2 separate regions of the Anas platyrhynchos genome follow, and region 1 is linked to region 2. The links are chromatin contacts, called in public Hi-C maps. All regions are on one chromosome and are shown on one strand. Each heading gives the region's core, a stretch centred on a gene start, on an enhancer-like site or on the middle of the called end of the contact. The rest is flanking DNA. Distances are from core to core; before and after follow the strand shown.

Region 1 (4,189 bases), core at 1,378-3,877, 93 kb before region 2:
TAAGATTTTATATTAACGTTTATTATCATAATCATTATATTCATTATATTGCTATAATTTATAATTATAATTTTATATACAACTCACATTATATATCAATATATTTAATAATAATATAAAATTATTATTATATGATGTTATATAATATATAAATATATATATACTCGATATAATTTAGAAATATATTTTTATATTTATTATATTATTATTGTTTCTGTCTTATTTTATGTTCGATTATTAGGTCTGCATTAGTTAGCTGATTCATTTCAATTAAGCTAACAGTGCACTTTCAAGATGTAGGTTCTTGCTAATTCTATCAGAATTGGAATATCTAGTTAACTGCAACCAGTGACAAACCTTTTGTCAAGATACGCAGTGCAACACCTCCCAACATCTCCAATTCATTATGTGAATTTGTCTTGTTTCCTTGGTTGGTGAAGATGGCTCAATATGACATCAGCGATTTTAACCATGTTTAAGACATTAAAAAGTCAAGCAAATGCATCTCACAAAAACAAATGTGTGCCATTCTGATCATGTGTGGCAGTGTAATGCATCCTGAGCTCAACCTCCTGCTTTCAAACTGTGCCAAATCTAGAGTAGTTGGTGTTTGCCTCTGTGGAATGTCATGCTGCCTGCAGAACAGGGAGAGACAACATAAAAAGTTTGCAAGATCAAGAAATTCTCATATCTCAACCCTTGGTTATGGAAGTGCCCAGGAAGGTTTGACAATAACTGGTAGATTCCACAATGCAATATTTGCCTTGCTGCAAAGGTGCTGTGTGGTTTATTCACTATAGAAGCCTTTGCTCACTTATATTCCCATTGAGATAATGGCCAAAGTAAGTAGTAAGAAACCAAAACGAAGTCTCCACCAAGAACATGAGCATTGCAAGCCAGACATGCGGTAAAGTAGACCAGGGCGCAGTTAAGGCTGAGCAAGAAATTTCTCCATGACTGTGGTTATACACATTTTATACAAAGCAGGTATTTCTGTATGAGAAGTACTGATGTGTTTGAAAATGTTGCAACTGAAATTGTGCACATTGGTAATACCATTTAAAGCATCTGAAATGACCTGAGTTAATATAATGATAATTGGATCATTTGAAGGCTGATACACAAGGAGCTTTTTCCAAGAGGTTTGAATTGATGTGATTGTGAATTGTATGTCAACATCCATCTCAAACCATATTATCTGGAGAGCAGCAAATCCCTGTTGTATGCTACTGTCCTGTGACCTTTTATCTACTTTTAATTACGATGATTATAAGAAGTCACTGATCGTGAACTGATTCAGACTGCTCTACCAACTATTATTTATCTTTCTGTTCATCGCTGCTTTTGGGTGAGCATGCATCTTAATAAAACTGTCTACTGAAACAAGGAATGCTGGGTCTGTGCAAGTTAAAAAGCACTCTGCCTGGTGAAAGATAAGATCACACTGACCATGGCTTTCTGTGAGAACTTGATCAGATATCAGGTACACAGATGTCCCAAGTCAATTTTTAAACAAAAATTTGTTTTGCATACTTGCTTTGACAGACTAAGTAAACTCTGATTGACCAACCCTGCCACAGTTTAGCCACCCTGCCATTAGGTAATGTGTTTTTTTCCTTCTGATGGTAGGTGGATTATTTGCTTTTCTTACAAATGAGAAGATACTTCTCTTTGAGGATGATGCATTCTAATTTTATAAGATTATTACACAGGTAGAAGAGAGGCTGTGAAATGTTTGGAATCATACATTCAATATATTAACTATGTTCACTTCCTTCTTGTGCCATAAGCTTTTTTCCTTTATCTTGGGAGTTTAGCTCCCCTCCCCTTCCTAATTTCTTGCATTTTATTTTTCTAATTGTTGAGAAACTAATGATACCTCCCAAATGTCTCATCTCACTACATTTTTTATACCCAACAGAACAACCCCCTTTATCACCACTGCCTTAATACCAGTCCTATACCTACTTCAGACTCTCCCCTGCATGGGTTCTTGAGCACTACTACTGCTCACCTGGCAGTAGATTATATTCCACAAATGGCCTGCATCAAATGGAGAAGGAGTCTGTTCAGAGAAAGAATTACTGTTTAACAAATATGGATTTAGAAGATAAATGAATATAAACGTACTGACTGCAGTTCCTGTCTGAGCAAATATTCTGGTAGAAAACCTGTGCTCATGCAATTATAAAACCATGCTCCAGAACTGAAGGAAGAAATACTCTTTGGGAGCCCCGTGGCTGTTGTCACTTGTATGCAGATTCCCAGTGGAATGGCAAAGCTGAGCTTGCTGCACTCCCTAGTCCTGTGGCTCCAAACCAGTCTCATAAGTGAAATCTGTTCACTGCAGCATATGCCTATTGCCAGTCTATTCCCAAGGTGTCACGTAGCAGCTCAAGACAGAAATGTTTTTAATTTCTTTAATTTGGAGATGCCCTTATCCTGTGGTTTTGATGGTGTGCTAGAACAGCACTACATTCTCAGGTTTCTCAAAGTGAATGTTCCAGCCTCACTTTCACTGAAATTGTAAATATGAAAAAGTATTTTTAGTCCACAGTTGATATGTGAAATGAGGAGGGTGAGAGCAATGCAAACACTTGGGCAAACAAAGGCAAACAAAGGCTGGTAATTCAAGCTAGTGTGGCCTTGCTGTGTGCATAGGCCTCCTGTCATCACTGCCTCTATCTTCCACAGAGGTCATCTGACTTCATGGTAAATGACAATAAATCAAAACATTACTGAAATGGAACTGCATTGGCAGTATAGAACTGGAACACTGCCAGTGCATTGGTTCATGAGCAACAAGAACAGAAAGCAAGCTTCAAAAGATTCTTATTAGTAACTGTCAAGTTGGCTGTTGCTTTTGCAATTTTGGATCAAAAGGTGGTTTGATATGAGAACAAGTAGAATTTAGAGGACCTTGTAATTGGCTGTGCGTTTCCTTTGAATAGCTGTCCTATTCAGTCTTGCATAAAGGAACAATCAGTCTGAAATTGCTGTCAATTTTGTGGTGTTTTGTTTTGGTAATCTTCTGAGTCACAGTACTGTGTTTAACTTTTTGCTTCAGAAGTATGCTCTGAATATACAGTATTAGCTTTATAAATGTGTATTTTTATGACCTATGCTAATATATTTCCAAATAACTATATTATACTCAATTATTACTCTCACTTATTCCATAAGCTAAGTGGAGCCTTATCCATATTCATGTGTTTCACAGGAGAGGGGCCCTGATCTGAAATAAATTTTAATTAACTTATGCTTGGCTTACCCTATGCTAACATGCAGCAGTTAAATGTTTTCAGCAATTAATTATTTTAACTATTACAACTAAGAATCATGTAGAAGCGAGGTGTACTAGCGTTTTCTTGCCAGTCTTAAGGTGCAGAACTGTATATATATTTTAAAAAATTACTAAAAATATTTATATTTTTTAATTCTGTAACCTATATATGGATTCTTTGTATCTTCCCCTTGCAGGAGTTGGAGCTAGTCACCTTCATTCATGCTAGCTCTATAGAAATGGCAAATAAACCGCCTGTGATCTTTCTAGGATATAGTCCTACTGCATCAAAACTCTAAATTGGGTATTACTTATTTTGTGCTAGCAGAGGACTAGTTATTGCTGTCTCATAAACACGAACTATTTATGTACTCTGACCTTCTCTGTAAGAATTCTCTGTATTTGTTTCTTTGAGAATACTTCAAAAGTCTGTCCTTCTACGTTATGGCTTTCATAACTTATGCTGAAAAGAATAACATCTCTTCCATTTTCATAGGCTACTCTCATTATTTTCCCTTCACTTCCCAAGTAGCTTTCAACTCTGCAACTTTTTCCTCTGGAAACATCAATGCTTGAAGAATGACTGAACAGTGCAATTGGGCTTATTTTGAATGTTGTTTTTTTTTTTTTTTTTTGAGTGGTTGGGGGGGGTGTAAAGGAAAATGACACAGTTCAGCATGGTGATATTTAAATTGAAGTTTCATGAGTATAATATATATTTCCACCACTAGAGGTCTGTATTTCCTATTTAAAAATAGGATTATTATTTCATAATGAAATGTCATCACTTTCCACAGTATCACTTTCCTTCAAGATTATTTCTTTAAAATGCAATGCAAGACAAAATACCCATCATAAACATCTGCATTTATGTAAAGTATAATATACCAGTGTGAGCCATTTTAA
Region 2 (4,542 bases), core at 509-3,008:
ATAATACAGGTCAAATAATAGGTCAGAGAACTGATATGTCCATAGATATTCTGTACAGTGTGCCATAGTTAGCTGGCTCCAAGAACACACAGTACTGTTCCAATTAATTGAGGGAATAGTTTGATACTTCACAGGTTGGAACAGCCAGATCATTCTAAAGCAGTGATTATCTTCACTGCTACAAAGTGTGTTTAATTTCAAACTTAATTGTATCCACATTTCCGTTTCTAATTAATCCAGATATAGAAATGCTACAGTAACCGAACAGCGTGTTCTTTGAGGAAATATAAGATGGCACACTCCTACAGCACCAAAGTAATCCGATTAAAGAGATGTTTGTGTAACACAGGTCTTTAAAAGTTAACTAATTTATCATATGCTTACTATTCTTGTGATACTCTTTAATTCTAAAGATGGGATGAGAAATGTTCATCTTGCTGATTTTGTTTTTGAATTTCCACTGTCTCTAATTTGTCATGGAATTTTCAAAGGTGATTGAAAAGGTAGTCAGCTGCTTGGTAGCTTACATTTTTGAAAAAGGCAAGAATCCAATTTTCAGTATGAAATTTCCACCACTGGTGTCTTCATGAGAGATTAAATGCACTAATCTTATAGTTAACAAGGTGTGCCTCTGCAGTCTATAGCATGCATTTCTAAGAGGGTTCCTGCAGATGGCCAATATTCACAAAAAAGTCAGAACGGTCTGTAAGAGACTAGGGACAAGGTTTTTTTACCCATGATTTTGCGCATACTGAGCTGAAGGACTTCACATGCTCCGAGGTAATGCATAGGTTTCCATGTGTCTGAACTGCACTGAAAAAAAAACCACAGGATTTATGGGAGTGCTGTCTGTGATGATTGCTGTCAACAGGGTGTTGCTGTATTTGTTACCAATGTTACCTTGGAAAATTCAAAACCTGGCAGAAATGTGCAGTTTGAAATAGATCTGATATTTCTTTGTATCTAAAAGAAAGCCTTTTGTAACAAGCAAGCTGAGTTATTGTGTCACCCCACCACCTCTCCCCCATCTGGAAAAGCTGCATGCGCTGTCATTCTCATGGACAGTATTGTGATCGGTGCTTTGGGGGTTGATTTGGAAGTTCTGGCAATAAAGGCCCACCAGTGTTTGCTCAGGGGAGAGAAGTGGCAAAAACTGTAATGCTGACACTTCCTGTTAGTAATGCTAGTATGAAGTAAACCACGGTTAGATCATTAATAGGGGATTGAGCTTGGAGTCGAGTCTCATGGGTGGAACCTGTGTGATTTGAGGAGACTTTGTTCATAAACTCTCAAAGGGATCCTCAGTTACCACTTGATACAAACCTAACAAACAGATTTTTATTGCCCCGCCCCTTCTCAGCAGAAAAGAGCTTGTGTATTCCCTTCCCAGCTGAAAATCTCAGTCCTGATGACATCCAGATAGTGGGAGGAGGGGAAAAAAAAGTCAGAAATGGCTAGAGAGATTGGATGATGGACTGAAAGATCTGGAGACAGAACTATGACAGAAGAACTGATAAATGCAGTGAGGGATTTAATTTCATTTCATCCAATAAAACACCTTTTAGGGGAAAAAAGGCGCTTTAGTACTTATTGAAATTACTGACATTGAAATTCTATGTCTGAAAAGCGTTTTGAGTTTTAGAGAAACCTGACATTTTCCTTTCAACGTGTAAACCAAACAACAAGCTGTTTAATAAGAAGAGAGCACCACCTTGTGTTAGAGTCTCTATGCCTTGTAACACCCTGTGTGAACGTTTACCCGTAGAGTTCAATCAAAGAACAAATATTTACTTTTCTTATATAGCGTTCTTGTGCTTGTGCAGTAGAAAGCCGAGAGAGACAAAAGATGCAAGTGCAGAGGTTAAGAGCTGGATACCTGGACTGAGCTTCAGAATTCACACATCAGTGCATACACTGACAAAGTTTGGGTTGCTTTGTGAATTCAGATTCTTATACAAAGTTCAGATTTCTGGGATCTGATACTGTTCAGAAGAGCTTATTCATTAAGTAAAATTAAAGTATATGCAGTACGCACTTCGAAACGTAATTGAAGGTATGCACATCTCTGGTAAGCAGTAATGAGGCTGATGACTCTACTAAGAGACTGTTGTTTGCTGCATGTACTGAATAATATCTCCCATGGTGCAAATGTGTTGCCATGTCTTCACTAAATCAGACATTTAAGAAAGTATCTCAAATCTATCCATTATTATTAGGACGAATAACTCTTCAGATCAACAAATACTCATTTGAGAATTTTTTTTTTAAATATATATATTTCTACTGATTTTTTTTTCTTTTCCGTGTACTTCATTACCTTATAGTTCAGGCGGTGTATTCTGGGAGGGCGTACGTCATAGACTGTAATTAATCTTTACTATGATTTTTTGCTTATTAAAAGTAAAACTTTAAAATATTTAAATGTACGGACTCTCACAAGGGTAGGATAAAGCTCATACGTTCTTGCCCATAATGCATTAAAAAAAAAAAAAAGAAAAGAAAACCTTTAAATGTGTCAGTACACCAGAGTTCTTTACTGAAGTATACAATCTTCTTTGGTGACCTTAAGAAAAATGGATTCAAAAGCAAAACAGCTAGGAATTGTATTTTCAGCATCTTTTAAAAATGGAAATTTCAGATGTATTTTGTTTGCTTAGATTGCAGGGGAAATAAAACCTGTTTTAATAGCTCTAACTTGTTTGTTATCAGTATTGCAATAAACAAAAATACTTAATCTTTACTGATACAGGAATAGTAGATATATTGCACATTATTTCAGTCTTTAGAGAACAAGCCAGGGAAGCATTCCCAGCAATATTGTGTTAAGACATTACAGTGATGTACACATAACCTAGGAGAAATGTGTTGCTTGACCATGGATGTATTTCATTGTCCACATTCAGTTAATCAGTTTAAATATGGGTGATGTTTCTTGCATTGCTCTTTAAGCTCCACTGCCCCGATCCTTTGCTTGTGAAGGAGACAGGGAAGAGTCGAGGATCTCAACTATTTTCTTTTATACAAACCTAAGTTGATCATGTTTCATTTGCTGTAAAGTAGAATATTTTCACAGGCAAGTTATATCAGGGCTGTCATCTTTTTAAGATGATGCACATTTCAGCAGATTCATTTGCAGTTTTCTAAAGAAGACTTAATCTATAACTCGCATTTTGCATGGGTAATCTTTGCTTCTTGTAAAGTCCTTTTATAGATGGACCAGTGTTCTGATTAGGAGTTTTCTGAAAGGAACTTAGCTCTTCCAGCATGGAAATGAACCTGGAGAGAAATATCACCATATGATGGAGCCAGTGGAATATAAAGAATAAATCTCTGCATGTCTAAGTTGGTGTGTGAATGTCTGACTCTAAACTGAATTGGATTGTATGAGGGGAAGCAGAAAAACAAGGCAAAATCAGTCTCTGAAGTAAAAAGACTGAAAGAAGTGAAGAGGAATTTAATGTATTTGGATTAAACATATTTCATAATGAATGAAAAAAATAGATGTAGCATGAATGAAAAACAAAAATCTACTTCCATGAATTATGCTAGAGATTGCAATATTTAAGCTCTAACATACTTTTCAAATAATTGAAAACAGTGGGTAAGTTTCAGAATTAATTACGTGATCTCAGAGAAAGAGACATGATATTTATCATGGTCCCAGCAGTGAATACTGCATGCATACAGAGTCTGGGTCTGTATATAGTTATGAAACTCTTGCTTTGAGTATTTGCCCTGAACCATATAAACTAACCACAGTGGTTGTCAGGCTACATGTGTGTTCCCTGCTGTTCCCAGAATCCCAGCATGTGTTCCCAACATGTGTTTCCAGAATATCCCAGCTGTATACTATCAGTTCTGCTCTGAATCCTTTGTAATACATCAGATAAAGCCTGTTTTCCCACCATGGAGGCACGATAGATTGATGCTTTTGGCGAAAGGAGACAGAGATGCTGCAGGTTTGGCTGAGCATTCATAGTCAGTTGGAATGCCTGACTTTGTTATCATGGCTGCATCTTTAGAAGTGCAGGAAATTCAACTATTTTGTACAGCACAATATCTTGGACAAGTACGTTTGAATTTCCTGTGCAAAGATGTCATAGATGCCTATTTTCAGAGAAGTAATTGAAGCAGGTAGATAATGGCTTAGTAAGATTGTTTTAGATCAAAAAATTGTGAAGAGCTTAGCTGTAAGAAAACATTTCCATTCTCATATTTTAGAATCATTACAGATCAAAATTAGTTGGTTCCCATTACAAAAACATTCTCATTTTGCTTGTTTGCTCTAGTAATAAAGTACCTCTAGTGCTCTAGAGTTTGCTATGGCTGATAGAAAAAGATGAGAAAATATAAAAATAATCTTGAAATAAAGGGGATTTTTCTTACTTTCATGAACTGTTTACAGCTGTACACAGTAAGGGTTCAAAGAAGAGGAGAATAAAAATCCTACCATAATTATGTAATGTTCAGATGTTTATTAGGGTAATTTGAATACATTAGCTGAGACAGTATCCTGTTGGTAGGGAAACTAGAAGAGATAGA

Evidence for each region. Hi-C and Micro-C count contacts between places; a contact is called where the count stands out from the background.
Region 1: a contact with region 2 is called in a Hi-C map of skeletal muscle, with 4 times the contacts expected there. The contact joins two enhancer-like sites. A contact is called at or near these places in 2 of 8 Hi-C or Micro-C datasets (skeletal muscle and subcutaneous adipose tissue).

Annotation. Positions count from the first base shown.
Region 1 is chr9:26,296,354-26,300,542 of IASCAAS_PekinDuck_T2T, reverse strand. The region is part of intron 1 of AGTR1 (angiotensin II receptor type 1); the gene reads right to left. All of the region lies in intron 2 of CPB1 (carboxypeptidase B1), which reads right to left. Among named protein-coding and RNA genes, the nearest start is that of CPB1, 18 kb to the right of the region's middle. Within about 2 kb of position 2,627, at least 1 of the 8 cell types and tissues checked has an H3K27ac peak or open chromatin away from gene starts, as enhancers often do.
Region 2 is chr9:26,202,232-26,206,773 of IASCAAS_PekinDuck_T2T, reverse strand. The region is part of intron 4 of LOC106018109 (a long non-coding RNA gene); the gene reads left to right. Among named protein-coding and RNA genes, the nearest start is that of AGTR1, 76 kb to the left of the region's middle. Within about 2 kb of position 1,758, at least 1 of the 8 cell types and tissues checked has an H3K27ac peak or open chromatin away from gene starts, as enhancers often do.